Regions from separate parts of the Sus scrofa genome. Here region 1 is linked to region 2. Evidence: chromatin contacts called from public HiChIP or PLAC-seq data. All regions are on one chromosome and are shown on one strand. Each heading gives the region's core, a stretch centred on a gene start, on an enhancer-like site or on the middle of the called end of the contact. The rest is flanking DNA. Distances are from core to core; before and after follow the strand shown.

What was found. HiChIP or PLAC-seq counts read pairs in DNA pulled down with a chosen protein or histone mark.
Region 1: a contact with region 2 is called in an H3K27ac HiChIP or PLAC-seq map of alveolar macrophages. The contact joins the promoter of ARV1 here to the enhancer-like site in region 2. A contact is called at or near these places in 1 of 5 promoter capture datasets (liver), 4 of 47 Hi-C or Micro-C datasets (brain, embryonic fibroblasts, retroperitoneal adipose tissue and 1 more) and 1 of 2 datasets of contacts at active chromatin or transcription factors (alveolar macrophages).

The regions. Positions count from the first base shown.
Region 1 is chr14:59,407,465-59,410,292 of Sscrofa11.1, forward strand. It overlaps ARV1 (ARV1 homolog, fatty acid homeostasis modulator), which reads right to left and starts at 1,529. Exons shown (of 6, transcript NM_001243293.1): 1 at 1,291-1,529. The coding sequence starts at 1,494. It overlaps TTC13 (tetratricopeptide repeat protein 13), which reads left to right and starts at 1,664. Exons shown (of 21, transcript XM_001926644.5): 1 at 1,664-2,033. The coding sequence starts at 1,769.
Region 2 is chr14:59,274,225-59,276,924 of Sscrofa11.1, forward strand. TRIM67 (tripartite motif-containing protein 67) reads right to left here. Exons shown (of 10, transcript XM_021072335.1): 5 at 2,577-2,700. Among named protein-coding and RNA genes, the nearest start is that of TRIM67, 28 kb to the right of the region's middle. Within about 2 kb of position 1,422, at least 2 of the 83 cell types and tissues checked have an H3K27ac peak or open chromatin away from gene starts, as enhancers often do. A contact at or near this core is called in alveolar macrophages, where this site is marked.

The DNA.
Region 1 (2,828 bases), core at 279-2,778, 130 kb after region 2:
AGAACAGTTTCTAGTGACACAGTGGAGGACAAGGGTAAGTAGGATGGGAGGGTGGGAGAAAGTCTGTCCCAAGTAGATTCAGAAGAGAAAATGAGGTTAGTGATCATGAATTTCAGGTCTCCCCTATAATGCCAGATGCAAGGGTAGGTAGGGACAGAGTAGGCAATATGCTGCATTTAACCAGGGTCAAAATTTTGCCAAGTGAGTGGAAAAAGAACAGGAAATTGGGATCGCATGCACCAGAGTGATTACCATGTCTGACAGTCAGAAACTGGTACATATTCATACTGTCTGCTCCCTGGTAAATTACTATGTGCTGTGTTTTTGGAATGAAGATTAATAGAAATGGGATCGGAAATGGGAGAAAAACATAGTGACTACCCATAATGTGACAGACTCTTTGCTAATGGCCCCCAAAGAACTTCCAATTTTATGACCTTTTTTTTTTTTTTTTTTTTGGTCTTTTTGTCTTTTTAGGGCAGCATCCAGGGCATATGGAGGTTCCCAAGCTAGGGGTCCAATCGGAGCTGTAGCCGACGGCTTACGCCAGAGGCACAGCAAGGCAGGATCCCAGCCAGGTCTGCGAACTACACCACAGCTCATAGCTCATGTCGACGCCGGATCCTTAACCCACTGAGTGAGGCCAGGGATCGAACCCGTGTTCTTATATGTGCTTGTCGGGTTCGTTAACCGCTGAGCTACGACGGGAACTCCCAATTTTATGACTTTTAAAACAAAGGACCATTCCCTATAAAGAGACTATGAACACTTTGAAAGCAGAACTTTTACTTCCTCATTTTTGGTTTTTGTATCACCAACGTCTAGCACAGTGCTTTATACACAATGCTGTCCATTCCATAACCACAATGGATGAAACCTGAAAAAATATCTAGAGAATTCGCCATAGGTTATGAAGCGCAAAGATGGCAACATCTGTCTATCAGAGGGAAAACAACTAAGAATGAAATAGCTTTACCGTCAACCTAATCTGACCTTTAAATTTCTCGGCACAGCGCCTGCATCCATCAGGTCCGAGGATCCGTCAGCAAACGTGACGGATCTGAGAAAAGCACTGTGGGGTGTGACTTCTCTACTACTCTAGGTATTCAGGCAAACATTCGACGGGGAAGGTCGAGCGTCAAAATTTAGTCTGTATTAGAAGACCCTGAAACTGTTGATTTTTTACATTTTATCACCCTGAACAGCTGATACAGATTCCATGGTCGCTCACGCTCCCCAAATCTCACTGCGCCATTTTTTCCCCAAGGAACCCCACAGCTGACAACTCACACAGATGGTTATCTTCAGCACGCCGTGGTTATAGTCTCGGTACAACTCCTTGGCCTCCTGGTTGCATTCGATACACCTGTACTGGCAGGAGGCTGAGGCAGCAGTAGGAGTCACTGCCACCCCATCCGCCTTCCCCTTTCCCGCTGTCACCCCTTCTGCGTTCCCCTTGCCTGGCCGAAGCCCACTCCGCCCACCAGTGCCCATTTCCACGCAACTGCAGCCCAGAACTTCCGATTCAGTGGCGGGGCAGACGTCAGACGCCAGACCGGAAGCCTTGCGCGCGCAGTGCTTGATGGGATTCGCAGTCCCGGCCCCAGACAGGGGGACCCAGACTGGCCTATATGGGACTACAACTCCCAGCAGGCACCGCCACTCTCTTTCTTCAGCCCCCCTGCCAAGGCCCACCTGCCCGCCTCGGGTAAGGGCTGGGAGGCCGCAGCGCGCGGCGAGGGACGCCGCACATGCGCCCTGAGGGAAGATGGCACCTGCCGGCTGCGGCTGCTGCGGCTGCTGGGGCGGCGCTGTGGCCGCCGCGGGCGCCGCCCGGCGCGTCCCGGTGCTGCTGCTGCTGGGGGTACTGTCCGCTGGGCCGCGGCCGGGCGCCCTGGCCACCGAGCACTACTCGCCGCTGTCCCTGCTCAAGCAGGAGCTGCAGCACCGGCAGCAGCAGGAGGCCCCGGCGGGCGGCGGCTGCAGCCCGCAGTCCGGGGACTGGGGGGACCAGTACTCGGCCGAGTGCGGCGGTGAGTGGGCGGCGGCGGCGGGCGGGCGTCCGGGTCGCAGCGGAGCGCCGGGTGGCGGGGCCTTGGGGGCTGCGGGCCCCGGGGCCGATGTTGCTGGCCGCCCAGGTCTCGCTGCCGCCAGCCGCGGCGTGTGCCCCCGCGGGAGACGGCTCCGCGAGGTGTCACGCCGGGGCCGCTTCCCACCGCTCACACCCACGCCGCTGTGCGCCCCTCTGCCGAGGCAGCCTTGGGAAGGGCGGTGAATAGTGAAAGAGCTGACAGCATGCTCCCGAGGCCAGGGCGGCCTCTCCGCAGTCCTCATAACTGTTGAAAGGGTGGAGGAGGAGATGGCAGGTGTTCCAGGGCAGCCCCCGGCCCCCACGGGGGCTGTGGGAGCCTAGGGAAGTACCGACAGACCAGGAGGACCGGACCCGCGTCCAGAGCCGTGATGCCTGGCCCATCTTAGGCCTGGAAACGAGATATCCGCCCCTCCCGGTTGACGTCTTGTGTTAAACACAGAGTCTAAAAATTTGATACCTGGAAAAAGAAGGGAGCAAAAGAGCAAGCCCATTGGATCTGCTCATTGACATCTTGCTTCTAGTTGTTTAAGATTGACCTGTGATCTGTCAGGTGTTTCCCAGGGCGTAAAAAGTGCCCTGGGGCACCCTGCCCATGTGTATCAGAGCTGTGTGTGTATTGGAACTGGGCCAGCTCATTCATTAAGATTGGGCGCTTTTGGCCTCAATTTAATAACTCATGGCAGATTCCTCAGGGGCAAGGTACTTTTTTTGTTTATGAGTTCCGTAGTTCTTTTTA
Region 2 (2,700 bases), core at 172-2,671:
GGTGACTGTGCTTCTCAACCCTAGAGGGGGTCCTGGAACCTGGGGATGGGCAGGAGGAGAGGAGAGGCAGGTGCCATCACCTCTCTGATCTGCAGCCCTAAGGAAGAGGGGTCCGTACCTCACCCACTCAGTGAGAAACACGGGTTTTGACTCTTAGCCCCACAAGGAGCTCAGGAGGTCTTTTGGCAGAGCTGGATCCCAGGTGCCTCCCAGCATAGCAGGGTGTCCACACACCCTCCCCAAGGGCCAGCCTGCAGCTTTCCTGGGGCTGGGAAGGTACTGCTGGGGGGTGGTGGCAAAATGCAAAGACAGCTTTAAACCTTTGGCTGGGAGCACGTTAAAGCCCAGGGAACTGGATCCCTGAAGGAGAGGCAATAGAGTATCAGAGTGTCAACCCACGGAATTGGGGCTTTGAATCAAATGTATCAGAATCATAAGTTCTATTGAGGGGAGATTGGAGAATGTTTTTATTCTCCAGCTATATTCAGGCTCAAGAGATTTTAGAAATACAAATAGCCCACTCTGACATTTTTCAAAGGGAAAATTGCAACATTAGTTTTGTAAAGACTACAAATTTTGATTTGCGTCCCAATATTAGGGCAAATATTCCACATTTCAGTTGAAGTTTGGTTGGGTATAAACCCGTGCTGTTGCAGACGTGGTCTCGGGGCTGGCTCGGCGCAGCCTGCTCCTCCCGGACCTCGGGTTACTGGTGAGGAAGGCTCCTCTCTCCATCCCTGGGCTCTGCTGCTTGCTCCCCTACACCCCCTGTGGATCCCACTACCCCATCCCGTCTGGAGCGGCACCTGGACTAGCTCCAAGTTGCCTCCTTTCCCGAGTGCCCCACCTCTGCCAGGCTCCTCCGGCTTCCAGCGCCACGTCTCATTGACACCTGGGGTAGATGGCATTTCCAAACCTCACCCAAGGTGCAGAGTGTGGGAGTGAGCACAAAGGCACACAAAAAGAGACTTGCTGTTTGGGATTTTAAAACGGTCACATATTTTGCGAGTAAGATTTTTCCTGAATTCACAGATTCTGTAGATGCGATACTCTGCCCTTTGATATTCTAATTTTAAAAAATCAAAAAGGAGTTCCTTGGTGGTCTAGTGGATCTGGCATTGTCACTGCTGTGTTTGTTAGAGCTGTGGCCTGGTTTCGATCCTTGGTCTGGGAACTTCTGCATGGCATGAGCATGGCCAAGATAAAAATAAAAAAAATAAATACAACAAAAACCCAAAGAGCTGGAGTTCCTTGTGGCTCAGCGGTAATGAACCCAGCTAGGATCCATGAGGACTTGGGTTTGATCCTTGGCCTTGTTCAGTGGGTTAAGGATCCGGCATTGCCATCAGCTGTGATGCACGTCACAGACGCGGCTCAGATCCGGCATTGCTGTGGCGTAGGCAGAATGACCTTGCTTGCTCATTTTGTAACCCAGAGTTATGCAAACTTTACTTAACTGAGTCTCCCATGGCTCTCTGAACTCAACTCTACTGGCTGCTCCTGCTTTTTTTTTTTTTTTTTTGTCTTTTCTACGGCCACACCCGCGGCATATGGAGGTTCCCAGGCTAGGGGTCTAATCAGAGCTGTAGCCACCAGCCTACGCCATAGCCACAGCAATGCCAGATCCTTAACCCACTGAGCAGGGACAGAGATCTAACCTGCAACCTCATGGTTCCTAGTTGGAGTCATTTCCGCTGTGCCACAACGGGAACTCCTGCTCCTGCTTTCATTGTGTTCTCCCCTCTGACTTTATTGCACTTTGAGGAATGAAGAAAACTTATTCCTGCCTTAGGGCCTTTGCTCTTGCCATCCCCCTGCCTCCTGGGATGTTCTTCCCTTGCTTTGCATAGCTCTCCTCCTCACCACAAAATACCACCTCCCGTGTGTCTACCCAAGTCCCTCTCAAAAAGCACCTTGTTTGTCAAACTTGCCGCCATCAGGTCACCATATGCCATCAGTTGCATGGTATATAGATGTGTTTGCATGCTGCCTATTCCCTCCCTTTTTCTTTGTCTTTTTAGGGCCATACCTGCAGCATATGGAGGTTCCCAGTTTAGGGATCCAATCAGTGCTGCAGCTGCCAGTCTACACCACAGCTCACAGTAACTCCAGATCCTTAACCCACAGAGCAAAGTCAGGGATCGAACCTGTGTCCTCATAGATACGGGTTTGTTAACCACTTAGCCACAATGGGAACTCCTGTCTATTCCTTCTCTAGTACCTCAGCTCAGGCTTGGAAGGGAGGCTGCAGAGTTGTTCAGGGCTGTGTCCTGAGCACCTAGGACGGTGCCGAGCACACAGTAGACAACTCGACAGGTATCTCTGAAAGCACAAACTGTCCTCTGTCACAAAGAGGAACAGTCTGGCTCAGGCAGGGTGCCACCCGTCCCAGGTCACCTGACTGGAGGGCAGCCCAGCTGGGACCCAACCCCAGGTTTGTGACACAGGTCCCTCCCTCTCCCTCAGCCTCACACCAGGGTTACAAGTCTTGCGATGGCACTAAGCTGCCCCGCAGAGTCGATGCCTCTTCCGGAAGAGGCACCGACTGAACTGGGCCAACCACGGCTCACCCCTACATTTCATCTGGATGAAGTCCAGCTGGTGGATGGCCTGCAGCAGTGGCTCGCTGTCCAAGGTCAGCTCAAACTCCGCAGACACTTTGGGCTCCAGGGCGCCTTTGACCCACTGTTCCTGGGATAC